Regions from separate parts of the Pan troglodytes genome. Here region 2 is linked to region 1. A link is a contact called in public Hi-C data. All regions are on one chromosome and are shown on one strand. Each heading gives the region's core, a stretch centred on a gene start, on an enhancer-like site or on the middle of the called end of the contact. The rest is flanking DNA. Distances are from core to core; before and after follow the strand shown.

Region 1 (7,491 bases), core at 2,118-4,617:
GATTGGAGATATATATCAGAGTTTGAATGAACTATGTGTAGGATTTGCTTTAAAATAATAAGGTGTTGGGGAGGAAGAGATGAGAGATTGAGTTGTGAGTGTTGAAGTTGGGTGGGGGATCCATTATATTTTGCTATTTTTGTAAACGTTTCTACAGTGCTTTATAAAGATGTATATAGCAATGTAATATGCCTAATATCATGTTTGGTAACACTCTTAGCTTTGCACTTGGAAAGCATCACTTGAAGCATTATTAACCCTGAATGGATCCCAAACCTGCCACACTGCTGTTCAAAGACTAAAATCCACTGTTTCCAATCCACTGGGAAAAAGCTCATGCCAGGGCTGTGTTTCCAAAACCCTGCCCAAACTACAGCTAACCCATATCCTGAACAGGAGCTGAGAACTCAAATGCAACTGAAGAGTTATGCTGAGTTATGATTCTGAGAGGAAACACAAAAATACTAAATAACAAGGGATTTTGGCTAAGACCTCACAAGGAGGACCCTACTCCAAAACAGAAGCATTTTTATCCCTCATGTCAAACAGATAAGCGCTTTCGAGGTCGCAGCAGGCAAGAAGTGGGGGTCCCAAGGCGAACTCCAGCCCCCAGCGGGTTTCGAGAAAGCCAGGAGCAGCATCGCCAGGCCGAGGCCGCCGCCTCGCGCCAAGGCGCGTCTGCAGCCCCAGAGCCTGGGAACCCGGGCACGCGCGCCCCATCCCTGCGGCGTGGAGGTGGCCGAGGCCGACCAGTGTGGAGGTGGCAGGAGCCCCATCAGTGGCTCGGGGGCGCCCCCTGAGGTCCAGTGGCGTCGCGGCAACCTCGGAAAACGAAAAGCCAGCGTCTCCCAGAGATCTGATATTTTAACTTTACCTTGCTCCAAAGCCTGCTGCTCCCTCGCGGGCTGCACTTTTCCAAACCAAACCGCCCTCTTCCCTGCGCCTCCCACCACTGTCCTTTCCCTTTCCGACACCCCTCGGCTCCCGGACCAGGAAAGGGGCTATTTACCTCGCAGCGTGGGCGCGAAAAGAAAATGAGAAGACGAAAATGGTCCAAGCCCCACGAAGGCTGGTTCCCTGGCAGTCCCATTTTGGATCTCAAGCTTCCTCACACACCAGGGAAAAGAAAACCACGGTCAGCCCACTGACTGCATCCCCGAGCGCAAGAAGGACAGAAGTGGAATTGGAAATTCCTCTAATTTGCAAGGCAGCCCTCCACGACCTCCCACTGAACCCATTAAAGAGTGGCCCTCACAAGGCTCAACCCCTGTGTGCACCTGAGCCCGCTCAGTCGTCAAGTCCGTGGTAAAGCAGGGGAGACTAGAAAGGAGAGATAATTAACCCAAATACTGAGCAGTGGTCTTTCAGTGAATGAAGGCAGCTGTTTCTAAGGGGAGATGTCCCCATGGCCTACACTACCGTAGAGGCCGTAGAGGCAGGACTCCAGTGGGCAAACCCCAGGCCCCAGTGTCCTACCGTAGAGGCAGGACTCCAGTGGGCAAACCCCAGGGTGAGTGTGGACGCACGTCCTCGCTCGGCCTCCGAGCTGCGTTTCTGGGCTGGAGCTCCGTGCCGCTCCGCAGGCAGGAGGATGCGCAGAGAGAAAAGGGGGTGCAGAACACAAGACAGTGTTTTCCCTTTCTGCCCCCGAGGCCATCCCCGATTCTGCAAAGGGGGCATTCGCTGCCAGTCCCCCGAGAGGGATCCCCAAGGGCGACGAGGGCTCCCGCGCGCCCTGCTCCGGGTCGCACGACGGGACTAAGGGACCCGCTGCACCAAAAACGGGCGCTCCAGCCGCCCGAGGACAGGCGGCTGTAACCAGGCAGAGCGGAGACCTCGGGGCACATTCCTCTTTTTCTTGATAAAGATAATCTCCACCTCCGGGTATGCAGGAGCTGATGGATGAGAGGGCAGAAAAACGGGGAATTCTCTGTCCTTAGGGGAGCGAGGGATGAAAAGCAAATCACCCCTTCTTCCAGCCCTTCCCCGGGCTAGGGCAGGACTTGGCCTCCACCCCAAGGGACAGCTACGAGGGAGCTCGGGGCTGCTGCCCGGGGGACCTGCAAGAGAGTAGAGGGAGGCAACTGGCCTCTGCCCTCCCCAGGGGAGAGAGGAGGGGGAACTGCCAGCTGAGAGCTGGAAGTGGAGGGTCGCCGAGCCGCACACCGTTACGTGCGGTGATTTATTCTCCTTATCAACGGCCAGTACTGTTCCTGTCTTAACCTGGCCAGAAAGGAGCGAGTCTGGGTCTGCCAGCCGCGAACAGCCTGCAAAAGGGCAAAGATGAAGGTAGGCAGGGCGCGCGAGACAGGAAAAAAATCAGCCCCGGCGCGAACAGCAATCCGGCCGCCGAAACCGCCCCCGCCCCCTCCCCGCGTCCAGAACTAGGCAATCCAATCGAGCAGAGCAGCGGAGGGAAAGGGCCACGGGCCGGGGCTAGGGGGGACACGGATGTCTCCGAAACCGCCTGCGCCCTACCGTCTCACTGTGCCCAAGGAGGCTGCCTCACGCCGGCACCGAAGTGCTGCCCGCCGCCCCAGCCCCCAGAGAGGAGGACACCCCCGACCCCAGAACGCAGGCTGCTCCCCACATCCTCAGTCCTCCGCAGCCAGCCTCCGACTTCCATTCCCCGAAACCTAGCCCTCACAAAGGGATGGAGAACAGCAAAGCAAACCCCCACCTTCTGAGCTCCTTCAATACCCGCCAGAGCGAGGGGACTCATCCCGGGCCCCCCAAACCCACAGAAGCATCCTTTCCATGGCCTCAGTCTCCCCAACCGCCCCACAACTCGAGTTCTCCCGATCGGCGACGAGTCAGCAAAGCAAGTCCCCCTTTCTCCCGATTCCAGCTCCCCAGGCCCCCCAAAAGGGAGCGGGAGCAGACCCCCGCGTCCCCCAGCCCCCTCCCCGGCCGGTCCCTGCCTCCACCTTCCTCGACCACTAGCCTGCCTCCCTAAACATCGTCCAAGCCAGCGGAGCAAACCTCCTCTCCTACCCGGGCGCCGGGCCACCCTCCACCCTCTCCAGGGTCTCCCGGACGGGTGCCGGAGCTCCGCGCCCAGGCGACAACTCCGCATCCCCAACGCGCGCCGGCCGGGGCCGCATCCCCTCGGCGGCCGGCACTCACCGGGGAAACACACGACATAATGGAGCACGGAACTGGTGATTTTCAGGAACAAAATCCACCAACACGGTTCCAGTAACCTCCGCATGTCCGAAAACGCACATCGAAAAGAGGAAAGCAGGGAGATAAACTTGTTGAATAAGTTCTTGCCTCCGTGCGAGCCTCCGCTAAGCCGGGGCGCTTCCCCGGCTCGCCCGCTCCACGGGCCCCCCGCGCTCGGCGGCCCGAGTCCCCTTGGAATCCGGGAAGCCGCCGAGCGCCCCCCGGAAAATCTCAAAAAGTGACCGGGAACGCAGAGCCACGCTGGGGACGATCCTCTCGGCGGAGAAGGGCTGCTTTCCGTTCAAAAAGGAGAGAGCCGATCGGGCAGGGCGCGGAGTCGGCGGCCGGCGGCGATGCCCCGGGCCTGGGGCAGGCAGGGACCGCGGGCGGCGGCCGCGAGCAGCCGAGGATCCCCAACTTGAGTCGGCAGCGCAGCACAGCCCGAGAGCCGGCGGGCGGCGGCGGGGCTGAGCGCGGCGCGGCGTCTCCGGGCTTCAGGCAGGCAGCTCCTTCCAGGGCCCCGGGAAGGAAGGAGGCATGTTTGCGAGAGGGGAAGGGGAGGGGAGAGGCGGGGGGAGCGGAGAGCCCCCCAAAATAGAAACGGCCGGAGGAAACGGAGGAAAACACAAAGGATCTCAGAGAGGCGCTGGGGCGAGGGCGCCTTCAGTCCATGCTCCTGAAAGTTGTGGCTCCGGCGCAGGCTGGGAAGGAACGAAGAGCGCGGGGCTGGAAACTGGCCATGCCTCCATACAGGAAGTAACATGTGAGCATGGATCCTGGCAGAGACTTTAAAGCCGGCGAGCGAAGGAGCGAGCGAACAGGGGGCGCGCGGTGGCGGCGGGGGCGCGCAGCCCGGGCCAGCTGGCGGCGGGCGCGCGCTCTCCGCGTTCTTAAAGCAGCCGCGCTTGGCTCCCGCCTTGCGCGGGGTCCCTCGGCTCTGCTCTCTCTGCGCGGCCTCTACTGGGACAGTTTGGGGACTGGGGGCGATTGTAGCCCGTGCGCGGAGAGAGGAGGGAGGCTGCCTTCTGGGGCCGGCTTGTCTTTTGCTGGATTCCCGTTGTTCGAGCTCTTAAAAGACGGCGCACGGTGCTCGGGTTTGGCGAGATCCTCCGTCCGCGTAGCTGGCGGATCCCGGACTTGAGCGACCCCTCGCCCGGGCGAGGGGAAAGGGGGAGGGCGGACAGCTGCCTTTTTAAAGGGATGGGGTTTTCTGTTCGGCTTCACTGCCCTGGCAGTTGCAGCGGAGGGGCTCACCGTCTGCGGCTCCTGTTCGCGCCTCCAACACAGCGCGTTCCCCCGCCGGGAAACAAAGCCGAGCGGCCTTTGCACTCCGGCTACGTTGAGATTTAATTTTTTTTTTTTTTTTTTTTTCCTTTTCGGGCTTTCATTGGCCCAGTCCAAGGCCGGGGAAAGTGGGGGAGGGGAGGAATATCGATCCCAGGATTGCGAAATCCAGCCCTTCGGAGCCCCACAGCCCCTTTCCCGGCGCCACGATGGATCGGTGGCGGAGTTTCCCCAACTCGCAGCTTCTCTGGAGAAGGTTCCCGCACCCCGGTTTGGCCGCGGGGAGGGCGCAGGAAGTGCGCCTCTTACCCCTGCAGGGTGAAAGCAGCGCCGCGGGGCCGGACTGATTTCCTGGCAGCTACCCGGGGAGCGGCTGCTTCTTTAGCAATCGGGGAGAGGCGTCCGGGGGAAATGGGAGGACTAGGCTTATCTGTAATGAGTTTTGTCCCTTGCCTCTCGGTAAGAAGATCTTTATCGCTTAGCCTTCTAAGAGCCCTATTTTACATTCTTAACGCTGGGGCTAAAAGTGGGGGAGGCGGGCTTTCGATTAAATGTGTAACTGAGCCAAGGTAATTAGCCGTTTGACATTTTTTGCCTAATTTTTCTGCCTGTGTTTCAAAGCGATCTTGACGTGGGATTGTTTTGTTTTGTTTTGAGACAGAGTCTCGCTCCGTCGCCCAGGCTGGAGTACAGTGGCTCGATTTCGGCTCACTACAACCTTCGCCTCCCGGGTTCAGGCGATTCTCCTGCCTCAGCCTCCCGAGTAGCTGGGACTACAGGCGCCCGCCACCACGCCCGGCTGATTATTTTTTTGGTGGTTTGTTTTTTTTTTTGGTAGAGGCGGGGTTTCACCGTTTTGGCAAGGCTGGTCTCGAACTCCTGACCTTGTGATCCGCCTGCCTCAGCCTCCCAAAGTGCTGAGATTACAGGCGTGAGCCACCGCGCATGGTTCTTGTGTTTTAAACGTGTCCCTGCTGTTTCATCCCAACACGGCAGGGTCCTCCACCCACCCAAACATCCCAACCGGATGCTAGGTTTTCAAATAAAGTACAGATGGTCGGAGATCCTCCCGCTCGATGTGATTAAGGAAGCATTTTCACACCCACACTTCCAAAAGAAAAACCTTTGAAAAGTTACGTTTGGGATTACAAACTAATAAAAGCCAGGAAGTTCCTGGGGAGGGCCCTAGCTCTATCTTTAGCACAACGGGGGTGAACACCCTCCTCCAGGGTGGGGAATGAGGCGAGTTTGTTTGCTTTGGAATGTGGTCCTTCCTGGTTTTATTGGAATCCTGACTTCTTTATAAAAGATTGCGAGGGCCATTTTTCCTGGAAGTGTTGTATTGAGGGATATTCGTTCCTCAGGTTAGATTACCCCAGCATCCCTGACTACCTTCTTAATGTCGAGTGATAAAATAGGAAAAACTCGTGAAACACTTGTGTCAGCGTCCTCTGGTGAGGTTTCCTCCTCTGTGAAATGGACAGTAAAAGCTGTCCTTTGTGGAATGCTTACTGTCTACCAGGCATTGTGCTGAATTCATGCCATAAACTGCTTGCTCACTCAACAAATGTATTGAGCACCTACTGTTTGAGGGACACACTGGGAACACAGCCTCGAACAAAAAGGGCAAGCCCTCATGCCTTATGGGAGCATACCTTCCTAAGTCCATGCTCCGTTCTCTCATGGAGTCCTTAAAATACTGCCAGCTGTGAGAATTATTTTCCCCATTTAATAGACAAGGAAACATGCTCGGAAGAGTACAATGATGGATCCTCAGCTAGTGGGCAGCAGAGCTGAGATTCTCAACCCAGGCCTGTTTGCCTCCACAGCTGTGAAAAGGCAACAGAATAATGGCTTGAGAAGGCACCAAAATGTGGAATGTAAAGAAAGAGCTTCAGAGTCGGGGAAAACCTCATATGGGTTTGCAGAGTGAATTACCACTACCTTAGTAGTGTAGGAGGCCCCATGCTAAAACTTCACATCCAATTCGGTATGGACTGGTGACTGTCCTAGGACCCCAGGCTGAAGGTTACCCCCAAACTACCCTTGGAAGCACAATCCAGGCCCCACCAGTCCCTACAAAAGATAAAATTTTGCAAACATACATCACAGATGCCTTTTCATTTATTCTGCAACCAATTACAGAGCGATTCATATATAATAGACACTTTCAAGTGCTAGTCACACAATAATGACCTAGCAGTAGCCCTGCCATGCTCCTACCTGGTAATTACAATCCTAACCCAGGTGATATGGGGGCTCTATGATAACAGTGAGCAAGTTGGTGTGAAAAGCCCTGGGAGTGCCAAAGGAGGGAGAGCCTAGCTACCCTGATGGAAGATAAAAAGGCTACAAAGAGAAGATGCTGACGTTAGTAACAAATGACCCTCAAATTTAGCAGCTTAAAAAAATATATACTCATTGCCTGTCACTTTTAGAGGTGAGAAGCTGGGGCACAGTATGGCTGGGTCCTCTGCTCAAGGGCTCATCAGGCTGAAATCAAGGGATGGGCCAGGCTTTCTCATCTGGAGCTTGGGCTCCTCCTTCAAGCACATTCAGGTTATTGACAAAATTCAGATCCTTGTGGTTGTAGGACTGAGATTACTATTTTCTTGCTGGCTGTTGGCCAAGGGCTGCTTTCAACTAGTGGTCTAAGCCACACGGCGCCCTCACAACATGGCAGCTTACTCCTTGAAAGTCAGCAGGAGAATCCTCCTACAGGAGTCTAGAGAGTGTCCGTTTCATCACTTTTGTCATATAATGTAACCTAGTCAAGGGAGTGGCTATCCTGTCATGTTCACAGGTCCCACCCACTTTCAAGAAGAAGGAATTATATGCCAAGGATTGGGAATCTTGGGGACCACGTTAGAATCCTGCCTACTATAGTGCTGGTGACCTATTTTGAATATAGACTGGAGGTTAAAGGCAGTAGCTTTCAAGCCAGTCTAGTTAGATTCTGATGCTACTCATATGTGCATGACCATAGGCAACTTAATCACTTTATGCCTTGGCTTCCTCATTTGTAAAGTAGGAATACTATAA
Region 2 (7,491 bases), core at 2,821-5,320, 620 kb before region 1:
CACACACACGTGCACGGGACACAGATGCACATACACGCATGGGACACAGATGCACATGTGCACACACAAACGTGCACGGGACACAGATGCACACACACATGTGCACTGGACACAAATGCACATACACATATGTGCATGGGACACAGATGCACATGTGCACACACACAGAGCTGTTTTTCTGCTAGGCCAGTAAACACTGCAGCATTCTGACGCTTCTCCTCTAGATACTCTGTCCTGCATCTCCCAAGATTGAGGATACTCTCCTATGTAACCATAATACCAGTTTCATATCAAAAAAACTAAACATGAATTCAATACTATTATCTCATATATAGTCCATATTCAAATTTTCCCCGCTGTCTCCAAAAGATCCTTAATCACTGTGTCCCCCTGACTTCAGCCTCATGGTCAACAGCCTTTTTCTTCATGATGGACGTTTTGAAGAAGCCAGGCTGTTGGACTGGTGGAGTATGCTAACTAAAATTGTAGACGAAATCTTATTGTAAACAGGTCCGAGTGTAAATAAATAAATTTAAAATGAGACTTTAAATAATCTTAAAGCAAAGTCACATAACACAAGGATGACTTTCTCTGAAACAGCAGAACCCCGTGTAATTATCCTGACGTGGGGTGTAAGGAAAAGTCAGGCTCATTCATCTTCTTATTCCTTGGGGCTGAGAGGTTTAAGGGACATGGTGGATCTAAATCCATTTACAGACAAACCTATGAAAGTGTTGAGACCTTGACAGGTCTGAATGAGTTATACAAATGCTCAACAGGTCCAATCCAGTCAGCCGGAAATGTGTGCTTTCTCAGGGGTGTCCAGACCCGTGTGGCCGTGCTGCCTGCCTTCATGGAGCTGATGGTCCAGGGCAGGGGTTCTCACCCTCAGCACCCATGACCTCTTGAGCTAGACAATGCCTTGCTCTTGGGGGCTGTCCTGTATACTGTATAGCAGCATCCCTGGCCTCCACCTGCTAGATGCCAGTAGCTCTGCTCCCCGTCCTCAACTTGTGACAACCAAAAATGTCTCCAGGTGTTGCCAAAGGTTGCTTGCGGGGGCCAATCACCTTCGGCTGAGAACCTCCACTCTAAGAGATGGAGGCTCACCAAAGAATCCCACGCGCAGAGCCGTCACTGCACGCCAGGACAGGATGGAGGGAGAGGAGGGAGAGGAAGAGGTGGCTCAGGCTTTGGCACCCAGGGAAGATGCCCTTGAGGAAGGTTCATGTAACTGAGAGCTGAGAGCTTATGGAGATGAAGGGGGTGGGAGCTGTAAAGGGATCCGGTGGGAAGGTCTGAGGGGCTGGAGCAAGGCAAAGAAAAGACAGGCAGGCAGGGCACAGGTGTAGCTGCAGTGAGAAGCCTTGGGGCCAGATTTGAACTCTGGCCTTTCTCCCACGAGTCCTTGGATGCCCCTGGAAAGAACTGAGCCCCAGAGTGATGCAATCAGGTTGGTGCTTTACAAAGATCCCCTGAACTTCAGCTGAGTGTAGAAGGCCCCAGAGAAGCCAAGTGTGGAGGAGGGGGCCTGTGAGGAGGGGCGGCAATGGCCAATTGCTGGAAGACCAGGGAGGAATGGCAGGTCCTAGAGCTTACAGTTAGGAGGTAAAACGCAGAGGCCTGGTGATGTGCCGGGTTAGGAGGGCAGGGGAGAGTGAGGAGGACCTTCTGGTTTGGGTGCAGGAACCGGGTAAGAAGTAAGTGGGCATGCTGGCAGAGACAGGCCAGGGGACCACAGCTTGGTTCTGACCCGCTGGCATCTTCCAAAGACCACCCACATGCCCTGCAGCCCACCAGGAGCCAGACTCCCGTATTTCCTACTCAAGAGCCCAAAACCCAAGGCAGCCCTGGGGACAGGATGGCTTTCCTGCCAGAGACGCACGGCCCAGCTTTGAGGACCTGGCCGGTGGAAAAAAGTAGATTGGTTTTGACAGGGAGGCCACCTTTTACTCTTCAACTGCCAAACCCCAGTTCAGTTGGTGAGGTTCACTTAGTGCGACAGAAATGGAAGGAAGGGAGGGAGGGAGGAAGGGATAAATTAGTGAGGCATTCCCACTGCCCCGCAGAACCCCTGGGAGGCATCACGCTGTCCGCTGCGCAAATGCCACCAGAGAAGGGACATCAAAGAATCTGAAGGGAGGCTTCCACGGAGACATGAGGGCGGAGTGACAGAACGTGGGCACTAGGTGGCGCCAATCTACTGTTTTTAAATACTCCGGCTTCTAAGTGGCTTCATAGTTTTTCAAGACAGAACACGGAGGAGGCGGGGGAAAGATCAGGAAATAGCTACACCCCCAGCATTCCAAATACTAATAACGAACCGAGATGTACATATTGGGAAGCTTCTATATCCCATAATGATGACCATCTCAGATTTCCTAACTTCTCTATCTTTTCTCACCTCCCACCATGTTCTTATTTATCTTCCTCATTCTGAAACCATTCATTCCCCTGCTCCAAATAGCAATGAACACTGTATGGGGAAGCATCCCTCTCTGACAGTTACATCATACCCCCATAAATAATTCTGTCACCCACATACAGATGCAACCATTCTTCTTATTTTTTGAAATTAAAATAGATGGGTTTTTCTGTGTGCATTAAGATGATTCATGTTAATATTTTTTAAAAAAGGAACCCAAGTAGTACAAAAAAGTAAAAAGAAAGTTAAAAGAAAAAATTCACCCCAAATCTCAGTGCCCAGAGAAAACGACTGTGAACATTCTGGGACTCCAACATGCAGTTATCTCTTTATATACATGTGAAAGTACATATGTAAAATTTGATAGAAATGGAATAGGATGTGGATGGCACTAGAATGGAATGTTTGGTTTTGTTCTGTGGTGGTGTCTCACTCTGTCACCCGGGCTGGAGTGCAGTGGCTGGATCATGGCTCACTGCAGCTTCAACCTCCTGAGCTCAAGTAATCCTCCCACCTCGTCCTCCTAAGTAGCTAGGACTACAGGTGCATACCACCACACTTAGCTAATTTTAAATTTTTAAAATAGAGACGGGGTCTCACTATGTTGCCCATACTGGTCTTGAACTTCTGGGCTCAAGCGATCTTCCCTGTTTGGCCTCCCAAAGTACTGGAATTACAGACGTGAGCCACCATGCCTGGCCCTAGAATTTTTTGTTGTTGTGTTTTACTCAACAACTCATGGGTATATTTCCTCGTCAATAAGTAGAGCTTAGTGTCATTGTCTTGAATGATGGTACAGAATCTCACTGTCTCAATGTATTAAAAAATACTGAGTTAAGCTCTCAAAGGAGGTAGATCTGGCCTCACTCTAACGGGATCACCTGCCAGGAAGGGAATTCTGTAACGTAATGGCCTCCAAAGATCCATGCTTGTCCCTGATTACACGAGAGGAGGAGCATGAGGCCAGGGCTTTGCAGGCTGAGGAGCTATAGGAAGAGCAGTCTGATGAGAGATGTCTCTTCTGCTCTCTACCCCCCATCCTGGGTAGTGGCTTTTTCTAGCTATACTGGGCCAAATTTGGAGGAGGCATTTGCAGAGTACTAGGAGGGCCTAGAATAGAGGATGGCAAACATTTTTTTCTGTAAAGGGCCGGATAGTAAATATTTTCGGCTTTGCAGGCCACATGGTCTCTCGTAACCACTACTGATTCCACCTTTGAAACACAAAGCAGCACAGGTAATATGTAAACATGAATGAGTGTGGCTGTACTCCAACAGAAATATCTATGGACACAAGTTCAATTTCATAGGATTTTCATGTGTTGCAAAATATTCTTTTGATTTTTCTCCAACTGTTTAAAAATATAGAAACCATTCTTAGCTCATGGTTACACAAAAGGTGGTGGGGAGTAAGTTTCGGCCCGTGGATCAGTGCTGATCCCGGATTGAGACAGTAAGGAGAGGCCAAGCCTTTTTTTGAAACACAATTATCAACTGCACTGTATTCTTGGCACTGAATTCTGCCCCTCAGCACAGGCTGACAGGCCTGCTCCTTCACAGAGCTTAGATTCTTCCCAGCACTTACTAGTACGTGGAGTTGTATTATTGACTTCATTGACGATCTGTAATTATCTATCTCCCCCACTAGGTGGAAGCTCCACAAGGCTGGCGCCTTTTCTGTCTTGTCTGGTTCATTACCTTGCATCTAAGACAGTGCCTGGCACGTAGTGGGCTCTCAGTCAATACTTGCTGAATGAACAGAAAGTTGGTTGTATATAGAGTAACAGCCTTAGTCTTTCCCGTGGTCCACAGGTCCTGTGTGACATGTTCCCCTTCCACATCGTCAGCCTCATGGCTTGCCATCTTCCTCTTCATGGACGCATCTCTGGCCAGCCCCCACCCCAGCCCCCTTAAAGATCTGGCTTCAAGGCCAGGTGTGGTGGCTCACGCCTGTAATCCTAACACTTTGGGAGGCCATGGTGGGTGGATCGCTCGAGGCCAGGAGTTCGAGAGCAACCTGGACAACATGGTGAAACCCCAGTTCTAGAAAAAAACACAAAAATCAGCCAGGTGTGGTGGCGCACACCTATAGTCCCAGCTACTCAGGAGGCTAAGGTGGAAGATCACTTTAACCCAAGAAGTGAAGGTTGCCGTGAGCTTTGATCATGCCACTGTGCTCCAGCCTGGGTGACCGAGTAAGACCCTATCTCAAAAAAAAAAAAATGGAAAAGAAAAAAATCCAGCTTCAACACCCTGCTTCCCCTCTGAGGCCGATGGGCCACCCGTGTCCTCTTGCACTCTCACTGCTTCCCTCCTCACCCTGTGTGCCCATCACCCTCTGTCCTCACCACCTACCCACCTCTGTGTCCCCCTGACTGAGCTGCAAGCATCTCCCGGACAGGGACCACCAAGCTCCTTATCACTGGTACCCTTGGCAGGGGCTCGCGTTTCTCTGACGGAATGAGGGATGCTGTTTTGAGCGTCCTCCATTGAAGAGGATTCCATGTACAAAATCAGTGCCACACAATTCATTCCTGGGGTCACTGCCAGGAGCCTCAAATGTGTTGAGGATCTTGTCTCTGGTCTTTAACTCATGCCTTCTGCTAATAAGAAAAGCATTCAGTCTACAGAGGGAACAAAAACCACCGATGCTTGGCGACTGGGGCAACGATAGTACCAGACACCCATCAAATAACTCAGGCAAGCGAGCAGGCAGACACCACTGTGCCTTGTGCTTCCAAAGTTCTGCTTGCTCTTTAAGTGATGGAAACCCTTCTTTCAAACAACACCTCCCTCAAAAGTCCAAAAAGGAAACAGGCAAACGCAGCAAAACAGAACTTTATAGATCAGTTTGGAAGAGCTGGTATAATAGAAAGTGTGGGCTTTGGAGCCAGACCCACGCAAATCCTGTGTCCGCATCTATAAAATAGGTGACTAGGGTCTAGCAGTTATCTTCCTCACAAGGTTGCAGTGAGGATTACGAGGGAACACTGTGGATAAACCCAAAGTTGTGGGCCTCAGGCCCAATGGCAAGTACATGGACACACTCTATGGCCCACACAGTGTTAAAAAAAAAATGGTATATTTTACATATAAATATGGGCTTTAAAATCACGCCTGCATCCACACGTGGCAGTGGTGAGCTAGAGCAGGAGAGCAATCATTTCCTTTAGATGGGAGTGTGTACTCAATTTTTCTTTTTTTTTGCCATAGTCCCCACCACTCCCCATTGCCTCTGCTCAGCCCACTTCCCCGGCAGCTCTCCGGCCCCCAAGGCGAGGTGAGTTTTCTACTGGTCTAAAATGAACACCAGGAGCACTCTCGAGGGCACACCACAGATGCCCAATACTTGTACTTATCTATCTCTTCTCAATGGTCCTTGTAAACTGCACCTAACAAAGGGAAGTCTGATAGACCTCTTGATACGTCCTTTTGCACAAAATTGAAGCCTTTTAACCATGCGGGAGGTGCCACACCCGGATCTCTAAACAAATATCCCCTGTGAGGCCTCCTGACAACAGCCTTTCCCCTCTCAGGGGCCTGATTATGTTCCCACTGGGGTCCGATTGCTTCTCACAGGCATGAAGGTGCTGCTCCTCACCAGTTCTGAGAATTTCTGCCTTCACTCTGAACCACCTTTAATTATGATGCCAGGCTTCCTTAAGTAATGAAGAGTCTTCTAGCAGAGCACCCAAGGTCCTCTGATCCTAAATCAATGTCAAGGATATTTTCTCAGTGGTTCCACAAGTAAATAGTAGGCTCCCCACCCCCACCCCATCCTCTTCATTTGCGGCTTTAGATAAACTAATGTGATATGCTCTGTCTGAAAGTCAGTGTAATTTCCAAGTGCCTTAAACTATCTGCAGTTCAAGGTTCCTCCAGGGGCCTTCTTCCAGCACCTGCCCCCTCGGAGTTTCACACCCGACGCAACTGGCCAAATATTGATCAGGAGTCAAAGAGACAGTACTACTCAAACAAACCAATTCGGTGCAGATTCACTATTTCACAGTGCCTGTCAACGCAGATGAAACTGCTGCTTCCTGGGTGGGAGGTGTTGCGACATCATATGCCACACAGGGGCGGTGTCAGAGGGAACAGCTTAGCTTAAGCCAGCAGACGACCGTGGGGGAGACGCCTGTTCCTTGGGGACTGCCTGGCCCTGACGGGGAGAAAGAGCAGGAGGCATTTCCTGTTAAAAGCAGGAGGGAACCAGTCAGGTGGAAGAGAGCCCAAGCCTTGCCTTAGACTGCTTAAATGCCTGTCATTTCTTTATCACCTTCAAATATGGAATCCTTTAAGGGAAATTTCCAGAGAAATGGCCTCAGGGAGTGATTATCTTTTTGAAGGGCTATATCAAAGAGGTCTAGGTAAACACAGAATCCTCCTCAGCAGCCCGCGTAGGACTTCAAACCTGGAATCTTGGTGCTTGGGGTGTTGCCTCCCCCATCCCTGCCCAAGAGCTCAAGACGGGCAAACCACACGGAGGAAGGAACTGGAACGATGGAATCAAAGCAGGACCCCAGCTCCAGTGTAATGTGCATTTCCATCTGAATCATTTCTAGCTGGAGCTGCGGCTGCCACGCACATGCCCTGGGCCCGGCTCTGTGCATTCCTCTCGGATCATCCCCCGCACACAACCCATAACCGAATCCGAGAGCTGGGCTCTATTCTCCCCATGAAAGATGATGACACTGGGCTTCAGAGAGACCAAGTTACTGGGCTGGGCCAAGGAACCAGAGTGAGAAGAGAATGGAGAACTGAAACCCAATCTGACTGAGTCTGAACCAGAGTTGACAGGGCACTCCATGAAGCAGTCATGTATGTACTTGCCCCATACGCATCCCGTAACTGTTTTCCTATCTTCAAGATGCTAATAAAGATGCCAGGGGCATTACTCCAAGAGCTTAAAAGGGGAAAGCTGTCCCAGCAGGTAAAAAGCTTCCTTCCCATTCCCTTCTCCTTCATCCTTCCCCACCCCCACTCCCTTCTCAGTTCTCAATGACAAATGAGAATGTGGGGTCTCTTGACAATTTCCAGAGCAGCCTCCAACTCCTTCGGGTCTCTCTA

What was found. Hi-C and Micro-C count contacts between places; a contact is called where the count stands out from the background.
Region 2: a Hi-C map of induced pluripotent stem cells shows a contact between it and region 1, with 2.7 times the contacts expected there. The contact joins the enhancer-like site here to the promoter of PTPRG in region 1. A contact is called at or near these places in 3 of 7 Hi-C or Micro-C datasets (blood, induced pluripotent stem cells and stem cell-derived neural progenitor cells), 1 of 1 datasets of contacts at active chromatin or transcription factors (stem cell-derived excitatory neurons) and 1 of 1 other capture datasets (stem cell-derived neural stem cells).

Annotation. Positions count from the first base shown.
Region 1 is chr2:65,554,179-65,561,669 of NHGRI_mPanTro3-v2.0_pri, reverse strand. PTPRG (protein tyrosine phosphatase receptor type G) reads right to left here and starts at 3,367. Exons shown (of 30, transcript XM_516564.8): 1 at 3,127-3,367. The coding sequence starts at 3,211.
Region 2 is chr2:66,177,745-66,185,235 of NHGRI_mPanTro3-v2.0_pri, reverse strand. The region is part of intron 8 of PTPRG (protein tyrosine phosphatase receptor type G); the gene reads right to left. Among named protein-coding and RNA genes, the nearest start is that of CEP15, 130 kb to the left of the region's middle. Within about 2 kb of position 4,070, at least 3 of the 24 cell types and tissues checked have an H3K27ac peak or open chromatin away from gene starts, as enhancers often do. A contact at or near this core is called in induced pluripotent stem cells, where this site is marked.